Regions from separate parts of the Gossypium hirsutum genome. Here region 1 is linked to region 2. A link is a contact called in public Hi-C data. All regions are on one chromosome and are shown on one strand. The core of a region is the stretch at or near the end of the contact, and the rest is flanking DNA. Distances in the headings are between cores, read along the strand shown. Region 1 holds the start of LOC107926612 (anthocyanidin 3-O-glucosyltransferase 5). Region 2 holds the start of LOC107926657 (G-box-binding factor 1).

The links. Hi-C and Micro-C count contacts between places; a contact is called where the count stands out from the background.
Region 1: a Hi-C map of leaf shows a contact between it and region 2, with 1.6 times the contacts expected there. The contact joins the promoter of LOC107926612 here to the promoter of LOC107926657 in region 2.

What each region holds. Positions count from the first base shown.
Region 1 is chrA12:16,408,135-16,415,237 of Gossypium_hirsutum_v2.1, forward strand. LOC107926612 (anthocyanidin 3-O-glucosyltransferase 5) reads right to left here and starts at 3,713. Exons shown (of 1, transcript XM_016857508.2): 1 at 1,993-3,713. The coding sequence starts at 3,530. The coding sequence ends at 2,085.
Region 2 is chrA12:16,036,915-16,043,563 of Gossypium_hirsutum_v2.1, forward strand. LOC107926657 (G-box-binding factor 1) reads right to left here and starts at 2,748. Exons shown (of 12, transcript XM_041083899.1): 1 at 2,086-2,748; 2 at 1,771-1,908; 3 at 1,644-1,691; 4 at 1,451-1,537; 5 at 1,269-1,358; 6 at 1,018-1,157; 7 at 855-909; 8 at 658-706; 9 at 192-391. The coding sequence starts at 2,154.

The DNA of each region.
Region 1 (7,103 bases), core at 2,463-4,962, 370 kb after region 2:
TAATGTATATAATTCTTGAAAATTCATATTCAAGAAATGTTACAATATTTTCAAATATTTACAGTGTTCCAATGACTATAAATGAATGGGTGTAATTAATCAAAAAATTATTTTATTTTATTTTATTTTTTGAAAAAGAATTACAACTATTTAAAAAATATTATTTGAATAATTATGTGTTTATTTTAAAGAAATTATTATGCAGAAAGACAGCTATTGATGAAAGATATCTCTATGAAGAGACATGAAAATTCCTATAAATAGGAATGAGATTTCATTTGGAAATCATACCAACAAATTCTAATATTCTTTATCATACCAACAAACTCTAATATTCTTTCTTTCCTTCCTTCGTTTTCTAATATTTTTAGATTATTCTATAAAGTATTACTGCAAAAATCCTTTATAGAAATTAAGTTTCTTGTCATACATTGCTCAGTGTGTAGTGGGCTATTCTCGTCAGTGCAAAACGCAAATAGTCATTGGCTTCATTGTATCCTCGAGGTTAATTTTCTTGGAACTCGTTTGCACACCAAAGATAGGTGGGGGCGAATATAATATTAAAGATAGTGACTTGATACACGCCTTGGAGCCTTGTCCTATTTCTTCTTCTGTTCGAGTTTCATTCGTCTGTTCGAGATTTTCCTCACTAGAGATTTGTACTAACAAAAAATAGTGAAAGTGTTAGGTGATGTGAAAGTTAGTGATTAAGTAAACTTGTAAGTGAATGTGATATGTGAAGATAGTGAAAGATTACAAATTTTTATAAGTGGATTAAATGATAAGATATGTGAAGATGATGGTAAAAGATTATAAATTTTATAAGTTGATTAAGTGAAGATAGTAATAAATTTGTGTATAATTAAACAAAAAGTGCAAACATGACGTGAATTTAAAAGAAATGTTCACAAGAATGTGCGAAGGCTCTAATAAATAAAATGGAATTAGAGGGATATAACTAGCATGCATTGGAATTTTCGAGCGCTCTCCTGTTATTCACACTTCGATGCTTCTAATATTCGCATTTCGATGCACATGATATTCATACTTCGGTGCGCTTGATATTAACACTTATGTGCCTTGACTATTCCGTGTATCCCTCTTAGTCCTCTATTGCTTACTAAGGACTACACTACCTGAAGTAAAATTGTTATGTGAAGTGAATAAGTTCGTGAAGTGAAGTAGGCATGTGAAGTGAATAAGTTCGTGAAGTGAAGTAGGCATGTGAAGTGAATTAAATATGTGTAATTCTTGACAGGCAAATATTTAAATTTGTGACTTGTTTCATTGATTTAGTGCTCAATAGTATAATAGTGAAAAGATTATAATAAGACATAATGTGAATAAAAGTGTTAGAAATAAACTAATGTGATATGATTTACAGAAGTATTTACTAAGCTTTCATGAAATTTAATGCGTTATTTCTATCCAGTAATGTGTGGAAAGTGATCATGTGGAAAGGGCTCGTGAATGACTTACCGAATCACATCTCATCAACAAAGTAAGATGGTAAAGTACGAATTTCAATTTATGAACAGTAATGTGACATTTACTTAGGTAATGAAAGTGTTAAGTAGTTAGTAAAATGCTTTGAAAACAAGTTGTGTTTAAGTCATGTATAAGTCCTGAAACGTGACACCCTTTCACTTGGATTATTGATTTGACTCGGGTATATGGGTGTTACAGAAATGTCCACCAATATGATATTTATATTGTCAATCTTAGTTATTTACCTTCGTTGTCATACTTATTTAAAGTTACTTATTCAACTTAGTTTAAAATTGAATTTAATTGACATTAGAATCCAAAATTTATCATTTTATCAAAAAAAAAGACCCTAACATATTTGTAACTTCAATTTTAATTTTAGATACTGTATTAGTATTATCAGTAGAAGCTGAGATTTTAAAATTTTGAAGTTGGTACACATTATGATTTATGTTTGAATATATTTTTTATATTTAATTAAATTGTGTTTCGCTAAATCAGAAGTAGTACAAAGTGTGTTATTCTTCCAAAGCATATAAAAGTAGCACAAGTTTTCTTAAGAGACTCAGAATATAGTTTAATAGATAAAGCAAAGCTTAACGCATTAATTGAGCTAACGCTTTAAAAGAAGAACCATTGTGATTCCAAGCTTTTTCTCCACTCAATTTGAGTTGTTTGACTCTAGCTCTCATTGCATGCCCTTCTTCATCATCCATTAGCCTTTTCACCATCAACTTTATCTCCTCTCTTTCTACAATTTCCTTTGATGGCAATGTTTTGGATCGCACTGCTATTTTCAGCTCTTCTACCAACAAAGTAGCATTCATTCTCTGTTCTGCATATAGGGGCCAAGCTATCAAGGGTACTCCATGGGTGATACTTTCTAAGGTCGAATTCCACCCATAGTGCGACAAAAATCCCCCAACTGATTGATGCCTCAAAATTTCAACCTGTGGAGCCCAATCAGAGATTATCAGTCCCATATTGTTGCTCCAGCCCAAGAATCCTTCAGGCAAATAGCCTGCTAATCTTTCATCATTGCAGTCATTTCCAACGGTGAAAAATGACCCATGACAGGATTTTCCAACAACTGGTGTTCGGACCACCCAAATGAACCTTTGTTGGCTTAGCTCTAAACCCAAAGCCAGCTCTCTCATTTCCTCCTTTGTCAATATCCCCCCACTCCCAAATGATATGTACAAAACAGACTCACTCAGTTGCTTGTCTAGCCAATGAAACATTTCACTTTTGTTCGAGTCAATTGGTCTGTTTGGCGTTGTTACCATTGGCCCAACTGGATAGATTGGAGCCTTGCTGATACCACCCCAGAGCTTATCATCTCTCAAAGCTTCAAGCGTTGCTGGTTCCAGCTCCTCCCATGTGTTAAGCAAAATCCCATCTGCCATTGGGATCTTAATCCCCATATTTAAATATTCCAAGTATTGTTGATCAGATCGACATAACATTGGATCTACTACATCTTCAAGTTGAAGAGGCCTACATCCGGGGATAAACAAAGCATCCTTTTCATCAACGTACTCTCCCTTGACAACCTCATCGAGAACCGGAAGATATAAAGTCAAAGCAAGAAACCATGCATGCGAGGGGATGTAAACAAACTTGGGAATCTTAAATTGATCGGCGATGTCCATACTTTCATATCCGAATAAATCAACAATGAGAAGTGTTGGAGGGACACTCAAAGCAGAGACAGCAGATGAAAAAGCTGGTTTAATTTCACGCATAATAACAACTATTCGAGTAACCACCGCGGCATCAGCATGGACAAGGTGAGAAATATCGGGTGGTGGGAGAAGGATGATTCGACATAGGTTCAGGCTCATAAACGATTGGATTACCAGAGATTCTGCGGCTGATAGTGAAGGAACAACGAAGATGGTTACCTTGGAATTAGACAGAGTGGCTAGGCGCTTTGCAAGCTCCAGGACTGGAGTAAGGTGGCCTAAACCAGGGCTTGATAACAGTACTACGTGAGTCTCCAATTTACTTTCCATGTCTGAAACAAAAACAAGAGCCAGCATAGAAGAAAAGTCATGGTATTTTTATGTCAATAAATAGAGACTGATTTTAGTTTACAAGTGTTGGAGAATTCTTCTCTTTCAATTATCAAACAAATGTGGACTATTTTGGAGTGTTTATAAACTTGCTTTTCCAGCAACTGTGTTACACATTTTAAATTTCATGTAATGATATTCGTTTTCAAATTATCTATTCTTAAGCTCACATCTGTCCTTCTAGAGTAGTTCATTGCTATGAAAGGTTGATCCAAGTAAGAAGAGTCCAATTTTACACCACACAATTGATACCCTTTTCTAAGTATAACGATTGGCTCACAATCCATAATTTAATGTGTAGCTAACGGTTGCATATCAACAGAAATTTTGATCTCACTATTTTTCCTTTTTACTCGTTTAGGCTTGTTTTTTTTTTAATTATAGTTCTAAAATTTAAAAAGTTATAAAATAATTTTTTAGCTACTTGAAAATTTTTTATTTAAATCATTAAATTATTTGAATTTTTTTTATTTAATTCACCATGCTATTAATTATTTTTTTAAAAATTCAGTTAACGAGTTCCAAGCAACGATTCGATAACCGATACAGTGGATCAGCATCATCCACAAGTAGAAGAACATATCTTAGATCCAAGTTGATCTAATAATCAATGTCGGAGATCCAAGTTGATCCACATGGCAAACATAGATTAAATAAAAGATATTTAAATATATATATTAATAAAAAATATAATTTTTTTACATCAAGAATGAATATGAACATATGGTTGTTGAGATATTTTTAGTAAGTTCACATATATATTTCTATTTTTATAAAATATTAATTTTTAGGTTTTATTATTATAAATATATATAATATATATTTATAAAAATATAAAAGAATTACAATATTTTAGAAAACGTATAAAAATTTATAATATATAAATTAATAAAAAATCTAAAATCTATAAATTTATAAAAATATATAAACATATAAAAGAACTAAAAATTTCTAAATTTACAGAAATATATATATATATATAGATATATATAGATATAGATATATAAAAGAACTAAAAAGTATGTCTACATTAATTTTGAACAACCTTTTGTCAATGTTCACTCTTGATGTTAAAACTTTTTTATATTATATTAATTTATATATTTTAACTTTTTTTAAAAAAAATTATATATTTTTTAATTTCAAAATAATAATATCCTGATATTTTAGTTAAAAAGCATATAAACTTATTAACAAATATATCTAGAATGAATTTGGACAAATGTGCAATGATTTGATCTTCAGTGGTACAAGATAATGTAGTTTCGAAATCTCATTTTCGTAAACCGAGTCTGTAAATATAAAATAAGAATATTTAATTTTCATAAACCGAGTCTGTAAATATAAAATAAGAATATTTACAGAGTTATGGTGAGAAAATAATAGAGAATGGTCAAGTAATTTAGTCGATAAAATAGTTAATTAAGGTTCGGGGATTAAATTGTAAAAGTCCAATCGCTATAAAATTTTAATTAAGCAAAAGCTTGAGAACTTAAATAGCAATTATCCCAAGGACTAAAATAATAAATAAACCATTGTTTCTTATAGTTAGTGGATGATGATGACATTCTCCATTAAGTGAGATTAACTGTTAATTATGTTAGTTAAGCCATGAATTAAACTAGGCTAATTAATGGCTAATTAGGATATAAAGGTGAAAGTTAGTGGAGATTCATCATCTTCATTAGTTCACCGTCCACCATAGCCAGAAGTTGGAGAAAGTTTCAATAAACATACGACCTTTAAATTATGTATGAAAATCAAGCTATTTTTCTAGTATTTTTTATAGATTTGTGATCATGGGAGTTTGATTTAGCTAGTTCATGTATCAATTTGATCAATTGTTGAATTGTTAGAAATTTTTCATTGTTGATAAATTGATTAAATAGGCTTGGAATTGAAAGAAATTGAGCTTAGATCATAAAAAAGACTAAATTGTAAAGTTAGTTAAGCTTGTTTGTTAGCTTTGTAACATTGCAGACCAAATTGAATAAATGTAAAATCTATCATGAAATTACATTAGAAATAGAAATTATTAGGTACCTAATGAAAGAATATAAAGTCATATTTTAATCCAAAGCTAGGAACCGAAAGTTATGCTTATTCGAGTTTAGGGACTAAATTAAATAAAATATAAAATATGTATATATTCAAAAAGGGATTAATTAGAATCATGCATTTCATGGAATTTTTGTTGTGAGCCATTAAATGGTTGTTGTGTATTAATATATGATATTGATTGTTATATATATATATATAACTTTATAGAACTGAAATTTGATAAAGGTGGAGCTAGTAGAGGAAAAGTTAAAATTGTGGAATAAGCTTTGAGAAATCAGCTCGTTTTGTGTTTTTGAAGGTAAGTTCTTATGGAACTTACTACCGTTACATGTTTAATAGGTATGCTTGTGTTTGTTTTCATTATATTTGTCACACCCCAAGTTTAGCGAATTTGAGTTTAAGGCATAGGGCTGTAAAGTTATCAAATTGGCGTAGTTGAATTCACAACTTACAGCCTTCTAGCATATTAGAAAGTGGTCTATAGTAACTGCCATAGAGGTGATTAAAGGTTTTATTTTATTCTTATTTTGTTATATAAGAGAAGGGTATATCAAATAAAGTATAAGCCAGTTAAGTTATAGTCACATGCATAGTACGCCCAGTTCTTTTTAATACTGTGTTAGTTGGGTCTGGTAATGAGATCTGGTTAGGGGTTAACTGAATTGACTGGTCAAATATTAATTATTCAGGATTTTCATTTATGTTTCTCTCAGAAATTGTAGGCCATTAAGAATGACAAATTCTATATTCAAGCGATACTTGCCAAGTTCCATTAAGAGAAGTTGGTTATATATATATGGTTTGCGATAGAATGTGCAAGTGTATACAGTCGTTATCAAGTAATAAATAAGTAAAAGAGTAATTGTCTCTACAGAGATTGTATCTGTTAATCAAATAATTGCAAAATTATGAATTTACAAGTTGGTAAGAAAAACAGAATATTTTGAGGTGATGGATGTTAAATTAAATTAATTAACTAAATGAAAATTAATCTAAATGCAATGAGATGGTTAAGCAGCAATTTCCTAAGTTTAACAACAATAACATGAATAAACTAGAATAATTACAACACTTGACTCAATTCATTCCCATCATGTTTAAGAATGTTTCGGAAAAAATTTCATGGCAACTCGATTATTCATTAACTTTGAATCTGATATAAGTTCTTTCGAAGTCTTATACTTACAAAAACATGTATATTTCTATGTCCATATTTAACTAATGATTCCTTAGAATTTATGTTAAGTAACAGGGAGGGTTAGGTTTGAAACAATTTAATCATACAATTCTAAAAGTTATGCAAGGTAATAGAGCTTTTTTGAGTTATTATGAACCTTGAATTTAATTGGGTTAGGATCTAAATTAAGTATGCACCTTCCAATTATTATATCCATTAATTGCCATCTGGTTAGGATTGATCAACTAATTCTAATGCATTCAAACATATTTTAATGCATGAAATACATAAATGGTTTTAAT
Region 2 (6,649 bases), core at 1,498-3,997:
CTGCAAGAACCCACATCACCAATTTAGATAAAAACTGAATTTACTTATCTTGAAAACCAAACCATCTACTCACATCCGAATGCTCTAACTTAAAGAAAAAGGCATGTTTTAACAACTGGCTAGAAATTGAGTGAATTCTAAGGAATGAACTTGTGAAATTAGAAACGAAAATCACCAAGAAAAGCGCATACTTGAATCCACTGATCAGGCATCATAGCGCCAGCAGGAACAGTGGCTACAGTGCCAGATGCGTTAGGTCTGGTTTTTGCAGCTCCTGTGGCAGCAGGGGAAGCGCTCCATAGGTCCATTCCTATATTCAAAGTAGTTGCAGGCATAGAGACTATGGGTTCTGCGGGAACTAAAGCCCCAGCAGCTTTACCCTGTGCATTGGCTGGTAATAACAGGTGATTGTAGTTAGGAAACTATCACAGTATATAAAATCTACAAAATCGACCCCCAAGTCTATTACCAGAACTCACTAAGCTCCTTTCTTTTTTTTTCATACACTTGGACTTGGTCCCTCAGTACAATTTCCCCACTCTGGGTTTTATAACATTTCCAGGGAGTAAGTTTGTTTACTTTCAAAATAATCTGAAGCTCGTTTTGCTATTTATCCTAAAACAAAAGCAAGAAATTAGATATGGAAACTTAAAGTACCATCTGCAAGCATCTGCTCAAAGCTTCCCTTTTTGCCAGCATTGACTTCCTAAAGAAAAAGGAGTACATATTCATTAGAAAGGACAATTTTGAGCATAAACGTGATAGCAAGTAAAGCATGTTGATGAAGGAATCTGAAAACCCAAAGCAGTCAGTGCCGTTGATGATAATTAAATAAGGAACAATTATGCACATACTTGTTGATTACTCTCATCACTTCTGTCTGATGTACCCTCGCTGCCACTTTCACCACTGTTACAAAAGTTGAATAACTTTTTTCAGCTAAAACCCAATGTCAAGAATGAATGTGAACATTGTGTCAAGGAAAAAAAATACTGAAACATCAAAAGGATCATGCACCTTTGAGAGCCGCCATCGTTTCCCGAGCCTGAAGTGGCCTTTGCACTCTCTCCAACTTTGCTTCCCGAAGATCCCTTGGGCTTTTTGGTCACACCCCGATCCTTTCCATCAGCACCATTATTCCGTGCAGAACTTGGCATCTATAGACAATTTGGAAAGAGAAAAAGGCATTTACTTTACGTAGTAACTGAGAGTCTAAAAGAAATACAAACAGCAAAAGGAAGCAAATAAGGAAAGAAAAAACTAATTACCGGTGCCATATTAGGATGCGCATACACTCCCCTTGGAGGATATACAGCTGGGTACGGAACCGGGGTACCATATGGAGGCATTAGAGGATGCTGAAAGATTATCAACAAAAACGAAAAAAGTAAGAACATATCTCTCATCAAATAAAGAACCAAAATATTGCGAAATCATGTTTTCATATCACCTGGCCTCCCCATATGTATGGATGCGGGGTTGGTGAAGCAACGGTTGAGGCAAATAATGGAGGAGTAGCTGCAGCACCATAATAAGCCTAAACAACAAGCAGAGTTGTAAGCTCAAATGGTTACTTACATAAATGAGATTAACAATTAGAAAGTATATAAAACCCCATGATTCAAGGGCATTAGTCCACTAACCTGCATTTGGGTCGACCAATCAGGATATGACACTGTTGTTGGCATTTCCTATAAGTACAAAGTAAATATGTCAGCACAAGTAACCCACACGTTAGCGATGAGAAGGCAAGAATGATACGTAAATAACCTGAGTTGAGGCAGTAGGTTTGGAAGGCTTGGCTGGTGTGCTCTCCTCTTCCGTTCCCATATCACACTTATGTAAACGTCTTAATTTCAAGAAATCAAGAATCAAATCCGTATGTCCTCGACCGCTTTTAGAAAGCACCTGCGACCCCGATGTGAAAACCATGCATCAGAAAGCAAAACCGAGCCTTGACAAAGTTTTTACGTTGATGAGCCAAAACATGATGCATAGAACATAAATACAAATAGAGTTCGGCATTGGCATGGTAAAGTTAAACCATTTCAAACAAGAACGATAGTACAACCAAACCGAGCTCACCAGTGTATGGTTCAGCACAAGACCTAACCTTTCCAAAGGAAAACCACATGGGTTCTTTCGATCCTCCATAAAACTAACTTAAAGAAAACAAAACATCTATTCTTGTCCTAACAAGTTAAGGAGACAAAGAAAACCATATTTGTAACTGATTTTGTGATATCGGAAACAAAGTAGAGTATCACAAAACAACTCTTCCATAACCGACAACCTTGAAATAATAATAATAATAATAATAAAACAAAGCAATTCTTCAATTCCCATAATTACCTTCCAGAAACAGTACAAGTTTCAACAATTCATATATTAGCCAAACATTTAGAAGGTGAGAAGAAACAGCAGAAATTGGCAGTATCCGTTTTAAAGTTTGTCAACATTTACCCCTCGTATTTCCAAAACAAAACGCATTAATTAATTCATTATTAGCACAAAGAATACGAGCTAATCTTAATATTCAGGCCTTAACCCGCAGGGATTGTGAGCAGTCAAAAAACATAAGCAAAGCTAAAATGAGAAAGAAAAAAAAAACTGGACATTAAAGTTCAGAGAAGAAAAAGAAATTAGCAAAAGTCCAACTACATAATAAAAAACTAAAGCATGAGATAAAAGATCTTGAAACTACAAAAAACTCAAATTTAATGAAGAAACACACACACACACACACACAGAGGGAAAAAAATAGCTTCTAAATGCTCTGAAATTACAAACAAAAACAAAATTAAGAAGAAAAAGAAAGAAAGGAAGACCTGTTTAAAGGCGTTGAAGGGGAAAGTGAAGTGGAAGGGAATTTATATAAATTTTTTCCCCCTTCTAGTATTTCCTTGATCAAAGGGTTGAAAATTGAGGATTAAAAAGAACAACATAAGTGAAAAATAAGAGAAGAAATTATTGTTTCTATAATTGGCGTTTGAAACAGTTTGGGAGGGTGAGAAACAAACTTGGGTAGTTGGTAGAGTTAAAAAGAAGTGATCCAGTGTGATGGTGTGCGTGGTAGCTGTAATGGGAAGAGTGAGTCGATGAGGAGGTAAGGAAATGGGGAAGAAAGAGAAGGGAAAGGTGTTAGGGTTTCGCGGGGGACACGTGCTAAGAAAGAGGAAGACAGGTGGGATGGTTTAAGTGGGTCAGGCTTATGACAAACCATTCAAATGGATGATTCATCAATTTCTACTGTGGAGTCAAAGAGTTTAAATATCCCAAGAGGATTTGCTAAATTTCCTGTCGAAACTATGTCGTTTTTTTTTCTTTCTTTTCTTTTGGTTGGGGGGTGATTTTGGCTATCGTTTCTCTTTTGTTACTATTTACGGTCACTATCCATTTCGGGCTTTGGGCTTGTGTGGCTTCCACGTCGTTCAAATATTATCCGTAAATGAGATTAGTGTGATAATTTTGGACAGATGAAAAATAATAACATTTATGACAAATAAAGGATGTCGAAGAATAGGGCCTAAGAATTGTCAATCTATAGAAAAACCGAGGTGGAAGTTTTAGGGTGATGTTTTAGTACAAGGTAACTAATGATGGATCTTGTGTCCCTTTTATCATAAACGAGGGATATTTATAGAAGAATTAAGAGTGAATCTCTTATAAAATGTTTGTTTTCTAACTTTGAACTTAGGTTAAGCTATGGTTTAGATATATTTCGATGAGACCATTTTCGAGTTTGGTATGCTTGGGATGTCAAAAAAATTAATGAGATTGGATTTAATCAAGGTTCATCTCTAAGGCTTACAATAAACAAGTGAGTTCATCAATTCTTATATTGTCAATGTCATTTGTTCCATCAATAATAGTCATTCACCTTTCTCACCAGCTTCAAAATTGAGTATTCTTTACTAAGGGCAAAAGATTAATTTTTTAAGATGTCACAAAGCTTTGCATAGAATTCAGATAAGGTCTCATTATCCTGTATTCTTAGAGTCTTAAATTTTACCGTCAACATCTGAAGTTTAGACTACTTCATAAAACTAGTCCCTTCATGAGCAATTTTGAAAATAGTCCAAGCTCTTCTAGTAGTTAAGCATTTAGAGATTCGTCCAAATTCTTGAGGATCAATTCAAATCCATAGAAATTTGCATTGAGGCCTTTGGAGTTCGCATTAGTCAATTTTTCTTTATCATTGGTCCAAGTTACTTCATATTTGGAAGTCTTCACACTAATTAAATCACTGGATAGTGGTTTCCAACCAGTCAAAATTGAGATCATTCTTACCTTCCAAGAGTCATAGTTTGTTCCGTCCAGCATGGTGGGTCTTAAGATTAATGATCATTTCATCTCAATTACAAATAAATGACATGATATCCACTTAATACATCAAGTGTTTAACTTTGATATCAATTGTGAATTCATTAAATTCGGATTTTAGGTTTCGTTCAGTTGTAACTTGACAAACTGTCTAATAGTTATAAAATAAGATATGGATACAAAAGTTTGGTTACATATTTCAAAAACTTCTTATACCTACGGGCCCTTGCTCAAAAAGTAATCAACTATAAATCAACAAGTGCAAGATGTGATTTAAGTTCAACTTACTTACAAAGTTGCAACCTCATCCTATACGCCAACCTAGATCACTCTCTCGGTAAGCCCTCCCTCCCTGAAAAATTAATTGTAAATTGATGAGAAAAATAGTTTACCTACACAAATACTGTAACACCTCATACCTGAGCCGATCGCCGGATCCAAGTTACAAGGTGTCATATTCATTTTCGGAGCAACTAAAATCAAATTTAAATGCAATTCACATCATTAGATAAACAAATACGAGTAATATAAGCAAGTGATATGATAAATAATTATTCTCAAGACTTATACGAACTTACGAAAGCTCTAATACTAAACCGATCAAATTAGGTTTTGGCCTCGTCGCGTCGTGACATATTGTTTTGGCCTTGTCGAGAAGACAAAGTCTCTCGTCGCATCGTGACATTATAGGTCATTTTCATCGCGATGAAATACGTTTAACGTCGCGACGTCACATACTATTTCTGCAATTCCTAATTGAACTTCATCCTGAAATTGTCCAACCAAGTTTCTAAACACATTCAAACATTAACCAGCCAATAAATGCAACTATATAGCATCAATTCTTGCATCTCAAAACCTTATAGAATATTAGGTCAATACCTTATCACCTGCAATCCATTTACCTAATGCAAGCCATTTAATCATTAACACACTTACCTATTTCACCAAGTTCATATTTAAATGTATGTAACATCTTATACCATTTCAAACTACCTTTAACTCCATTTCAAGCTATATAAATTTAACCAAATTCTAATGTTAACCATTTAAACCATAAGTGCAGATACATAGAACTTTATATCCCAAACTTGACTCAACCTAGGTACATGTCTTATAACCAACAAAAAATATTTATACAAATATTGTCGAGTCTGAGATCTTAACTAGATGTTGAAGTCAATGCTCAAGGTCTCATTTGGGACATAACTTGCGTATAGAAAAAAATAAATCGTACACTGAGCGATAGAACTCATTGGTATTTCTATAATTCAAATCAATATAAAATATATGTTACCCAAATTAAAATAATCAATTCAAATCTATTGCTCAACTAATTCGTATACCAAATTGTAATGTAGAATTAGTAATCAATTCATTTGGTTATTTCCTATCTTACTTTATAGCACCTATCTAACCATTTCCCATATATTACACTTCAAACATACTTGATCATTTCATATTACCATTTATGGAATATACTCATATATGTACATATTCATCAATTCATATATTCAATTCGATTTTATTGATTCAACCACTTTCGAGTCTATTGGCTCGTAAATACTTAGTTGGCCCCAGGGCTCTTTTTTAGCCAATTCACATGGTCTTTCACGTGCTATCGAATATCACAATCATATATGAGTAATTATACTAAATCAATTAATATTTCATTTTAATCTACCATATAACCTAGCCAAATCAATTTTTATATAATCCTATTGACTTTACTCAGATTTCAAGACGGATATACGAATTAACCAAACTGCATCTCAATCTGGCACTGTAATGCATTATCAGATAAACCAGAAGAAATACACTGGCACACACAGTGCATCGTCGGACAAGATGAAGTAATTATACTGGCACACATAGTACATCATTGGATAAACCGAAGCAATTATGTTGGCACGTAAATGCATCATTGGATGTACCGAAGAAAATATATCGACAAGTAAGTACATTATAAGATATACCGAAGCAATTATACTGGCACACATAGTGCATCATTGGACAAGTCAAATTAATTATATTAGCATACACAGTGCATCATTGGACAAGTTGAAGTAATTATACTGGCACTCATAGTGCATCATTGGATAAACCGAAGTATAAATTGTACATTTAATAGGTAACCAATTTCCAATTCCATTATAATTTCAATTCACATTCTATCAATCTCAATTTCATCATCAATTTACCATTCCAATACCGTATGTAACAAATTTCAACTCAATTTCATACTAATTTCATATATAAAGTAAGTCATGTAACGTTCTATTTTATTCAATTTAGTCCTTTTTCTCATTATACCATCTTAATCATC